Regions from separate parts of the Sus scrofa genome. Here all the other regions are linked to region 3. A link is a contact called in public Hi-C data. All regions are on one chromosome and are shown on one strand. Each heading gives the region's core, a stretch centred on a gene start, on an enhancer-like site or on the middle of the called end of the contact. The rest is flanking DNA. Distances are from core to core; before and after follow the strand shown. Region 1 holds the start of ZNF570 (zinc finger protein 570). Region 2 holds the start of LOC106510528 (zinc finger protein 461). Region 3 holds the start of LOC102159768 (zinc finger protein 568-like).

Region 1 (4,066 bases), core at 656-3,155, 360 kb after region 3:
GAGCCACGCCGGGAACTCCCCAGCAGTTTCTTAGGAATGTGCTCATTTCCAAATATTGGGTAATTATCCATATTATCTTTCAGCTAACTGATTTATACTTTAACTCCATTGTGGAAAGAGGCTTGTTTTGTGGCCCAGAATATTTTTTCTATCAATACTTTTTATCAGTATTTTTATCGAATAATCCAGTGCATTCCACAAAAACACTATTGAATAACTTACAAGGAAGTTGAATCATATTTTCTTTTTTTTTTTGTCTTTTTTGTCTTTTTTGTTTGTTTTTTCTAGGGCCACACCTGTGGCCTATGGAGATTCCCAGGCCAGGGGTCCAATCGGAGCTGCAGCTGCCAGCCCATGCCAGAGCCACAGCAACTTGGGATCCGAGCCTTGGCCGAGACCTACACCACAGCCCACGGCAGCACTGGATCCCTAACCAACTGAGGAAGGCCAGGGACCGAACCCGCAACCCCATGGTTCCCAGTTGGACTCATTGACCACTGAGCCATGATGGGAACTCCTGAATCATATTTTCTTTATTTAATTTAGCTTCCTCTTTTCTTCCCACACAGGTGACTGTCCAATGTGAAGTATCCAGAATATTTTTTATCTTTGTAAATGTTACATGTGCACTTGAAAAAATTAGGGTTTTTGTGGATTTGTTTGTTGTTGAATCAAACTGAGCCATAAAAGTGACAATGCCAAATCTTTAACTGCTAGGCCACTAAGGAACTCATTTTATTTTATTTTTTAATTAATATTTTTTGCTGTTGTTGGTTGCAGTGCTCTGTAAATATCAGTTAGGTCGATGACAGTGTTTTTCAAATTTTCTGTTTTAAACTGATTCTCTGCCTACTTGTTCTAACAGTTACTGAGAGTATAAGCGGAACATCTGGATTATAATTGTGGATTTATCTCCTTCTCCTAACTTTATCAGATTTTCTTTCATGTATTTTGATGTTATTATTAAGTGCATAAACATTTATGATTATTTTCTCTTGATGAACTACCTTATTATTATGAAATGATCTCAAGAAAACCCACACCCATTGGTCTGATCCTCAAGGTCTGCCATACACTCCTACTCCACTCTCTACCAGTCACTTTCTATCATAGTACATTCTTATAGTTAACCTCACAAATGTCACACACAAATAACACAATCACACACATGGTCACAGAAATGCACCATGCTCACTCCAACATTCAAGATTTTTGCATGGTCTCTCAACACACACGACAGGATCAAAAGGTCATGCAGTAACCGACAAAATCAGTCATGTGACAGAAACCAAAACAAATAAATTATAAACACTATTGTTCTAAGGGGGTATAGAGTCAGGTTAAGGAGTCATGGAGTATTGAAGGAGAGGTGTAATCAGAGAAGACCTGTTGGAGACATTTACATCCGTATGTAGCCAGTAAGGGAACTTTGAAGATACCCGGCAGAGGATCTATTTTAGGAAGACGGGACACATTCACATCCACAGTCACCAAATCACAAATACAGGAATCATACGCAAAGGGATGAACTTCTAGATCCTGACCCCTCCCCTCCGGTCTTCATTCCCAGGGCAAGAACGCCCTAGTGGGAGGTAGGACCGGGAGGGAACATAATGCATCTGCGCACTTCACTCCCAACTGCCCCGCCACACTTTTTTTTCCCGTCTCTCAGAATATGGGACCTCATCCTCACCCACTTTGTGTAGGGGCGGCCCTACACACCAACTCGACCCCCTGCGGTTAACACACTGCCTGTAATTCTCCGCCTGGTTACTAAGGGAGGTGGACCGAGACCTAGTGCCTGCGCACTTCAATCCGAAACCGTCTAGCGTGACGCTTGGCCTCGTCCTGTGGCGGACCCAGGTTTGAAGCAGAGAGGAAGCGATTGAGACTTCCACGCTCCGGCAAGGCCAGGGGGAATTCGCTGTGGCAGGAGCCGGGGCGTAGGGGGCGATGTTACGTATCCCCAGCAGAGCCGCCCTGTGGCTGTTGGTATCCCCCGCGCCGAGGCTTTTTCTGGTTAGGACTACATTTCCCAGAGGCCCCCGCGAGCACTGGGCCCCTGGCGCCTTTGTGTCCTCCGGAGGCCGAGTCGCTTATTTCCAGGCCCGCGGAGGCTGAGTTCCTTCAGATTCAGGGCAGGAGGTGGGCCCGAGAGGAGGTTGCCGGAGCCTTCCGGGCTGGGACCCGATCTTCCGGCAGTTCAGTTCTGCAGGTAGGAAGTGGGTTGAGGAGTGGCCTGTGGGTCACCCAGACGTCGGTCCTGGGCCTTTTCTGTGACTCTTCGTGTGAGAAGGTGATTGATACCTTACGGTGCGTGAGCCTGTCACCCGATATGCCTGTGCACATCAGATTTCTGTGACTGTGGGTGTGAGTCGATGGTTGGTGCCACAGAAGGTGAGACTGTCAGTAGGGGTGAGAGGGGACTCTGTCCCCTGTTGTTCCTGTATCCTCGGCCTCTTTGTGGTTGGAGTGTGTGAGTGAGACCATCGGTTGTGATACACTGATATTTGAGGCTGGGTGTTATGGGAGAGGTGACGGTGTGAGTCTGCCGGTACCCATGGCCGCTGACTGTGATCTTCGTAAGATGGTGGTTGGCGCTGTAGTTTTTAAGAATTTGTGAATGTATGTGTGTGTCGGGGAGGGTAGTGGGGACTGAGTGAGACTGTGCCACCAATATCCATTAAAGCTAGCCAAGTGTGTCACCAAGTTTCAGAGCCACTGATCTACTGGTGAGGAGAAAGAAAGATAAGTGGAGTCAGGAAGACCTTTGTTTGATCTTGGTGCTGTTATTTATTAGCTGTGTGTCTTTATGCAAATAGTTACATTGCTTGGAGTCAGTCTTTATTTGCAAAATCTAGAAAATCTGTTGTTAAAATAATAAATTAGGAAGTGATTTAGGCACAGGTTAAATTGTATGCCATTAGATTCCTAGGTCTCTATTAAGCTTTCTCTATTGGAGGGAAGGGTGCAACAGAGGAAAAAAGAAGCCAAAAAATTCTATGCTGCTTATTCTGGATGCTGCAAGGAAAGCCTAGTTTCTGATGTTCTTTTCTTCATCTCACTCATCTAAGGGCTGTGCCATTTCTCAAGTGAAGAGCCAAGGGGAGGAAAGAATGGCTGTTGGACTTCTTAAAGCCATGTACCAGGTGAGTTAGTGTTTCTCTTTCCTGAAATATTTTCCTGCTTTTCAAAAGAGCAGACTTTCCTTCTGCTGAAACCTTTCTGGGTAACCAATCACATCACTTTTTAAAATCCTCCAATGGATTCCCACCTTATTCTGGATAAATGCTAAAGTCCTTGCCCTGGCCTGCAAGGCGGTAAATATTTGGTCCCTGGCTATCCCTCCAACCTCATCTAATTTTTCTCGCTCTGTCTCTAACTCACTCACTCAGTTCCAGCCACACTAGCTTCCTTTTAGTGAGTCAAGTACACTTTTAACTCGTGGCCTTGCACTTACTGTTACCTCTACCTAGAATGCTGTCCCCCCAGATACAGACTAACTTATTCATTCTAGTCTCTGTCCAAATGTTCATTCAATAAACAGATTTTTACTAAGCACCTATTAACTAAGAGGGCTTAGTCCTTATCTTCTTCTCTATCTATACTCCTTTGTTGATCTCATTTCGTCTCATGGCTTAAAATACCATCAATATGCCAACAACTACCAAATTGTATACAGCCCAGAACCCTCTCCAAAAATCCAGACGAATATATCTAACTGCCTATTCAGCATCTTCATTTAGTTGTGGAATGGATACCTCGGATTCATCTGTCTCAAACTGAGTGAAATGAGCCACTGGAAATTTTGGGGCATCGGAGGGGCATGATCTGATTCCCATCACACTGGCTGCTATTGAAAATAAACTGAATGGGACAAAGAAAGAAACAGAAGAATCTATTGTAATACTTTTATATACTTTCCCATCTCAGATGTTCCAATTAAAAATCTTTTTTTTTTTTTTTTTTTGTCTTTTTAGGGCTGCACCCACAGCATATGGAGGTTCCCAGACTAGGGGTCTAATCAGAGCTGTAGCTGCAGGCCTACATCACAGCCACAGCAACG
Region 2 (4,042 bases), core at 1,023-3,522, 340 kb before region 3:
TCTTCTGCGCAGGCCAAATAGGCAAGTTGAATATGGATGTGGTGGGAATCACCTCCTTTGCATCTTTCAAGCCCTTAATGATGGCACTGATTTCTGAAATGCAGTGTTTCTTTTGGTTTACTGTTTTTCTAGGTAGAGGCCGTTCTAGTAGCTTCCACTTGTCCTTTCCCACCATCATAGCCCTCACTCAACAGGACAGAGAACCCATGTGAGAATTCTTAACAGCTGCTGAGTATGTCTATCCCAATTATCCATTCCAGGACTTGGGGGGGGAAAAAACCACAGGATGGGTTTAGGGTCTACTTTAGATGGACTTGAGCTAAAACTTCATCGATCACCTGACTGCTACAGGCCCTGGTCCACCCTGACTAGTGAACCACAGTGATGTTTTGGGTCTCCTAAAATTAGTGTCCAGAACCAGTGTTCAGTATTCCCTGAAAGTTCTGATCACTTCCTTTTCCTTGACATAGTTATCCGGGTAAAGGCTGTAGGTTCCTTTGGGAAAGCTTAGGGGAAAATTTAACAATGTAAATTTTTGGTAATGTAGCAGGGCCACTCATTGCAGAGGTTCTAAGTCTGTATAGAGGGTTAAGTCTGAGAAATGAGGGGCTGTGACTCTTATCATTCAAGCTAGACTTTTGTTCTCTTGCCCTAGAACTCTTCCATTTATACAGGTCAAGTTAAAGAGTTTAGCAGACTTACCATCTTTCACGTCTACCAAAGAACATCAACCATTCTTCCAGTTACCACATGACAGAAATTAAAAAAAAAAAGTCATGGTCATTTTGCTTTTTATTTATTTTTTTGTCTTTCGTTTTTTGAGGGCCAAACCCGCGGCATATGGAGGATCCAGGCCAGGGGTCTAATCAGAGCTGTAGCCACTGGCCTACGCCAGAGCCACAGCAACACGAGATCTGAGCCACAGCAACACCGGATCCTTAAACCACCAACCGAGGTCAGGGATAGAACCCTCAACCTCATGGTTCCTAGTCGGATTCATTAACCACTGAGCCACTATGGGAATTCCCATCATTGTCTTTTTATAGGTAGTAAACTCAATCTCACACACTTGTAATACTGCAGTCTCTCATGTAGTTACTAATATAAAATCACAACCATATACACTATCTCTATCAAGATTTTAACTTACATAAGTTGCCTTCTAACACACACAAAAATGTATCTACCAAATCTCTCATGTGATCTCCTACCCAATCATACTCAGTTAAAATATCAAACTCAAATCACAGCATTATACTCACTCACTGAACATATATTTTCACTGTCATAAAATTCATCCAGAGATTTGGCTCTAGTCACAAACCACTTTCACAAACTTCGTACGTTTCACTCAACACTCTCTCCCAGTGATAGTCTCAAGTGCACACCATCTCACACATATGATCAAGAATCGACAAAGAAACACAATCCCATGTTCTCACAGATACATTTCCTCACACAAGAGATAGGGTTTCTGGCCTCTCAGCAAGGTTAAAAATCTTTACCATAGATTTGTCCCTTCTGGCAGTTAATCTGTACTAGTTTCCACCCCTCTCAGTTAATTCCAGTCTCTCATGCACACTTAGACACACAGTATCACCTCACAACCCCCCCCTCCCCTCCACCGCCAAGATAAGGCTCAGAACCAGTTCACCCTTCACCAGGAATCTGTGATTCATCCATTCGGTGCCTCCTAGTCCTAAGAGACAAGCTTCCTCCCTTCTCTAGTGAAATTCACCCGCGGACACTCGCCACAGCCAAATCCTCCCAGTAGTCACAGGTAGACCTGGCACACTGAATGTTACAAGGTCATTGCCTGTGTAACCGCGCCACCCGCAATCATGAGTAACCAATCACTGTCTCAAGCGCATACCTAAATCACATCACATTATGCCACCACACAAACACTGCGCGTGGCCAAGCTCACCGCCTAAACCTATACAAGTATGCACCACATCCGCTTTCACATACGAGTTTTCTCACGCTTGACACCCTCCACTCGCTGTCACATAATCCTCTCCCTCTCGATCTGACGCGCTTTCGGATACGTGGACAGAAAACACATCCAGCATAGCAACCGCACAGCAGAGGCTGAAGCTCTCTGCATCAGATCCGAGTTTGCGCCCCTCAGTTGGGCGGTGGTGGCATCTCTCATAGCCTCATTGAAAGCGCGCAGGTGCGGCAGGAAGTCTGGCGGAAGATCTACCTACTTCGCTAGCCTCCCAGGCTCCTTGCTCGCGGACTACGTTTCCCAGAGCCCACAGCGCGCCAGAGCTACTTCCGGTAGGAACGTCGGGTGAATGGTCAGCGGCAGAGGCGGTTGAGGGCTTCCCAGGACGGGTTCAGTAGGCAGGGCTCTGCGTGGGTCCTGGAATTCGAGTCAGAGCTTGGACCAGAGCTCCTCCTGAGGATGCTGAAGGTAACGAATCCTGTCGCCCCAGGACTGGCAAGAGGAGTGTCTGGAGTGTTAGGTTTCTAAGTGCAGGAGCAACCGGAGGGAGGGATTAGGATGTGGGTGTGTGACGGAAATTAGTCTCCGGACTAAGTGTATTTGGCTGTTGTGACAGCTCCTGGAGTCATGCTTTTGTGACAGTGTAATTGTGTGCATGGGCATATGTGTAAATGACGTTTGTGTTTGTGACCATGATTGCAATTGGCTCTTTGTGTAAGCCCCATTTATTTATATAAAAGAAAAGCACATTTACACAAACCCTTACAACCACGCAACGAAGTAGTTAGGGAGACATTCCAGTAGTCACCTGTGGATTCATACACGCGTCATAAAACCAAAATCACATAAGCTACCCCATGTTTATTATCACAAAACTTCAGGCAAAGCGACATATATTATAGCAACAGCAAGTAATGAAAACAAAAAAACTACTCTTGGAGTTCTCTTATGGCTCATCAGGTTAAGGATCCAACTGCACTATCACCTTGCAGTGGCTTGGGTCACTCCTGTGACCCGGGTTCGATCCCTGGCCTAGGAACTTGCACATGTCACAGGCGCAGCCAAAAAACAAACAAGCACTACCCTTGCCAACTTAGTCTACTTCCTCAACTGAAGAGCTCTCACAGGATCTGAAGAGCTCACACAAGAATCATAGAAATAGAGAACATAACATAGAGCAGAAACTTATGACCTAGAACATAGAAACATAGCTCACACAATCATAGAAATGTAGTCTCCACGGCTCTGGCTACTGCATATCACACTCAAAAGTCACACAAAGTTTGAGCTGCAGGAAAAGCCTGTTATCTCATAATTTTTCTCTGCCTCACTATTTCTGCCATTCCCCTTAGAAACACCTCGAATGGGGAGTTCCCGTCGTGGCGCAGTGGTTAACGAATCCAACTAGGAACCATGAGGTTTCGGGTTCGATCCCTGCCCTTGCTCAGTGGGTTAACCATCCAGCGGTGCCATGAGCTGTGGTGTAGGTCGCAGACGTGGCTCGGATCCCGCGTTGCTGTGGCTCTGGTGTAGGCTGGCAGCTACAGCTCCGATTAGACCCCTAGCCTGGGAACCTCCCATATACCGTGGGAACGGCCCAAGAAATGGCACAAAGACCAAAAAAACCCCACCTCAAATGGGCTAAAAGAATAGCACTGTTGCATGTACAAAAAGTGTCTAAGATTATTGAGTGCTGCTTCTTCCCTGAAATGTTCATATTAACCTTCAAAAATTCCTTTGTTATGGGAGTTCCATTGTGGCTCAGCAGTAAGGAACCTGACCAGTATCCTTGAGGATGTGGGTTCAATCCCTGGCCTTGCTCAGTGAGTTAAGGATCTGGCGTCGCCTTGAGCTGTGGTATAGGAGTCAGACATGGCTGGGATCCTGCATGGCTGGGGCTGTGGTGTAGGTCGGCATCTGTAGCTCTGACTGGACCTGGGAATGTCCATATGTTGCAGGTGCAGCCCTAAAAAGAAAAAAAATTCCTTTGTTATATTACTTTAAAATAAAAGTTATCTATAATTCTTAAACCACTCTGAACATTTTATTGCAGACGGTTTCACCCTTATGTAAATACATGTATGCTTATGG
Region 3 (4,018 bases), core at 1,456-3,955:
GCTGCTGGCCTACGCCAGAGCCACAGCCACACAGGATCTGAGCCACGTCTGCGACCTACAGCCTACACCACAGCAAGGCCGGATCCTTAACCCACCCACCAAGCGAGGCCAGGGATCGAACCCAGCTGAGATTTGAGGGATCAAACCGCATGGATACTAGTCGGGTGTGTTAACCACTGAGCCACGATGGGAACTCCTACTTTTTTTTTTTTTTAATGTATGAAAGTAACAGCAAATAATTAAGGTTTTTTTTATTTAATAAGGAAGGGGTTATGATAAAAGGTAGGAGTGCAATTAGTTTGAGGGTGAGGGAGGGGATCACAAGGAAGAGCTTCTTTCTGGAGTGGTTAGCACTATTCTATTTCTCGACATGGGTGCTGGTGACAACAGTGTTGCTCTTATAATTCCTTAAGCAAAATAAATAATTCTATTATATTGTGTGACTTTCCGTATCTGTGTTTTAGTTTACAATAGAAAGTTTAAAGAAATCACTGTAATACCTAAGGAAAAAAAAAAACCTACCTGACTCATAGGGCTGTTATGTGGATTCAACAAGATGATAAACATCAAGAACTTCAAACTACAAGTTACTTCAAGTAAACACTCAATAAGTTAGTTGCTTTTATTAGTAATATCATCCTATTCTGAAAATAAAATTACATACCCACACACATGTGCAGAGAAAATACCCTTTTTTTTTAGAGCTGCACCCACGGCATATGGCGGTTCCCAGGCTAGGGGTTGAAATGGAGCTGCAACTGTCAGCCTACACCTTAGGCACAGCAACTCAGGATCGGAGCCACATCTGCGACCTACACCACAGCTCACAAGGCAATGCTGGATCCTTAACCCACTGAGCAAGGCCAGGGATCGAACCTGCGTCCTCATGGATACTAAGTCAGATTCAGTTCTGTGGAGCCACAACAGGAACTCCTCAAGAAAATAATTTTAAACATTAATAGTGATTATCTCTAGATGGTGGGACCATGGGTGATAAACTTTATTTCCCTGCCATATCACTCAGACACATTCTATCAAGATTGTTCTAGCAGTAAACAAAATCCAGGGAAATGGAACTTCCAATCAGATATGACAAGGTATGCAAAGCAGCCTAGATTTAGGTTCCTGGCTGGTGTAGGAAAACACTTCCAAAAATGTAGTTTCCTCCTCTCTTCCCCTTCCTCCAAATCACTGCTGTAAATCTTCTAGATAGACTCCTATAACAAGATACTGTCCTGAAAACCAGCAAGAACTTTCCAAAAAGAAAATGGCAAATACAACTTACCTCAGCCATGACTTCTGATGCACAGCGGCTCTTCTCTCCTCCTCTTCCGGATTCTTAGAGAAGGAAAAAGTGGGAAAAGGTTAAGAAACTATGAAACAACAGTTCCTTCCTGGAGCCCAGAGGAGGCCAAGTCTAAAAGCCTGCAACTCCACCACTCCCTTCCTCATGAAAAAGAAGAGCAGGGGGTCTTAGGGGTACAGGTGGGAGTCCTGGGCCAGACTCCCGGACTGCAGCCTCCTTCCTCCCTAAGGGCAGGACTTCGGGTTCTTTTAGGCCAGTATCTTACACCAAGCCCAGATCTGTGGCTCCAAGACACATTCTAATTGGTTCCACCTATCAGAGTCCCACATTCCTGTTTTGTAGGCCTCCCGGGGCCTGGATCCTAGGTGACCACAGGGGTCAAGGTGATCAAAGAACAGAGAAATAGAAATAGGAGGGGCTCCCTGCCCAAAGCTCTAGAAACCCCCGGACAAACACCATAAACAACCCCAGGAGAAAGCCATTCAGCACGATGGAGAGTGGGCGGCTGCAGCTGTGCAGCTCTTGGGATGGAGATTGCAATGAGATCAATCTGGGCTTGAGGTAGAAGCTCCAAACATTCGCTAGCGGACCCCACTCGGCGCCGACCAAAAACGTACAAAGAAGGCGCCATTCCCAGTTCTACCCCCAAAGGCAGAGTTGGCGAAGTGGCCACAATGGGGGCACGCGCGCACACCCACTCTCTCCAGCTAAGGTATCCACCGCGGGAGACACACACACACGAACACATACATAGTACTACTTAGATAAGGTACCCCACCCTCTCTGCACGCCGCTCAGACAAGCCCGACAGTCAACCACGCTTAACAAACTCCTGGCAGACCCCAGCCCTGTCCCGGGAATCCTCACCGTCCACTTCTCTGGGCTCCTCTCTCTCCAGTCTGGTTGAATCCTCCCCAAACCAGTGAGCGAGGTCGCCTGGAATGTCCCGATCCTTAGCGTCCGAACTCCCGCCAACTCACCACCAGCCAGCCACTTTCAGCCAAAAGCTGCTTACACCGCGGAGCCCTCGGGGAAATGTAGTCCAGAGGAGGAAAACTACTGGAGCCTGGGCGGCCCGCACAACAGTCTTCTCCGCCCAGAATCGCGTAGCGTTCCCAGCCTTTAGCGAAACGCAGTCCAGACCGCCCAGCTACGCTGGAACACCGTCGAAGACCTGGGCGAACCGACAGGGCGGGGTAGCATAGGTGGCCGCCGAAGAGTAAGAAAGGGCCGTGGACCGTGGAGATTTCTGGGAAATGTAACCGACAGTCGGGAAAAGTGGGTGCTCGCGTTCCGGCGGAAAATTCATTCCCAGATCCCACGCAGTCCTCGGTCAGGAACGCCGTAAAGCCGTAGCCCCAGGTCTCCGCTTTTCAGCAAGATTGGGGCGGAGTCTCAGAGACGCCCGGTAGGGGCTGGGCCGGCCCACCCTGAGGGCTTCTGGGAAATGTAGTCCCAGACTAGCGGGCTGGGGACGTGGCCGGGGAGAGTTTAGACGGAGGGGAGTCTGGGAAGGGCCTGAGGAGGTTCAAGGACAACGACCCTGAGTGCGGAATAGGATGCCAATACTAAACTATATACCGTGCAATACGGTTTTCAAACATTTATAAGTATGTTAATACAGGTAAAAAACACAGGTAAAAAGATCTCTAGAAAGTCACACTAATATTTTTTAACAGTACTTTCTAGTGAGTTTTTTCTTACTTTAAGAGCGTTCCCTTATATTTTGGCCATTGTCATGTCCTTATTATAAAACATTACTTACCAAATTTTATTAAATATAAAATGAATAAGTATTGTGGACACAAATAATCAGTAAACAAACTACAATAAGGAATAAAAGAGTTTTATTCCACCTGCGCAGGAGTACTAGAGTGGAGACGGGGGATGTGGATCTAGCCTCTCCCTAGCTGTGAGAAACTGCTCCAGAGAAGCATGGCTTTTAGCACAGTTTTATATCTTGTTAGAACAAAGAACATACATCAAATATGACATGGGAACATTCCTTCAAGATTTCAAAAGAGACAGATTAGCATGTACACAGCAAGTCAGTATAGCCTTGGTGTCTGGGAAGGGAAACTTTTTTTTTTTTGTCTTTTTTTGCTATTTCTTTGGGCCGCTCCCACGGCATATGGAGGTTCCCAGGCTAGGGGTCGAATCGGAGCTATAGCCACTGGCCGACGCCAGAGCCACAGCAACGTGGGATCAGAGCCGAGTCTGCAACCTACACCACAGCTCACGGCAACGCCAGATCGTTAACCCACTGAGCAAGGGCAGGGACCGAACCCGCAACCTCATTGTTCCTAGTCGGATTCGTTAACCACTGCGCCACTGGGAACTCCTGGGAAGGGAATCTTATCTTTGAAGAAGCACTGGCATGGGCTTATAGGAAGGAAGACATTTATCCCTATTTTCAAAGTGGACATTCTTTACTTGTGGATCGTGCATTTTTTTCTTTAATGGTTAAAGAAGGTGTATAATGTATAATAAACAGGATACAAGGCTGTTCTCACAATATAAAGTTCAGGCCAAATTATGTACAAGCCAGTATGACTTTCCCACACCTCAATATATGAAAACTGCTTACATCAGTATTGATTCTGAAATTGATGAACTATAGAAAACAAAAAAGTGGGCCAGATTTTTTGAAATTCAATTTGGTTCTAAAAGATAAATGGGAGTTCCCGTCATGGTGCAGCAGAAATGAATCTG

What was found. Hi-C and Micro-C count contacts between places; a contact is called where the count stands out from the background.
Region 1: a Hi-C map of liver shows a contact between it and region 3, with 4 times the contacts expected there. The contact joins the promoter of ZNF570 here to the promoter of LOC102159768 in region 3. A contact is called at or near these places in 2 of 5 promoter capture datasets (fetal liver and liver) and 3 of 47 Hi-C or Micro-C datasets (heart right ventricle, liver and skeletal muscle).
Region 2: a Hi-C map of liver shows a contact between it and region 3, with 4 times the contacts expected there. The contact joins the promoter of LOC106510528 here to the promoter of LOC102159768 in region 3. A contact is called at or near these places in 1 of 5 promoter capture datasets (liver), 2 of 47 Hi-C or Micro-C datasets (heart right ventricle and liver) and 1 of 2 datasets of contacts at active chromatin or transcription factors (alveolar macrophages).

Annotation. Positions count from the first base shown.
Region 1 is chr6:46,440,652-46,444,717 of Sscrofa11.1, forward strand. It overlaps ZNF570 (zinc finger protein 570), which reads left to right and starts at 1,906. Exons shown (of 5, transcript XM_013998450.2): 1 at 1,906-2,296; 2 at 3,075-3,149. The coding sequence starts at 3,117.
Region 2 is chr6:45,741,572-45,745,613 of Sscrofa11.1, forward strand. LOC106510528 (zinc finger protein 461) reads left to right here and starts at 2,273. Exons shown (of 4, transcript XM_021097140.1): 1 at 2,273-2,419. The coding sequence starts at 2,411.
Region 3 is chr6:46,076,637-46,080,654 of Sscrofa11.1, forward strand. It overlaps LOC102159768 (zinc finger protein 568-like), which reads right to left and starts at 2,706. Exons shown (of 6, transcript XM_021097156.1): 1 at 2,174-2,706; 2 at 1,286-1,338. The coding sequence starts at 1,294.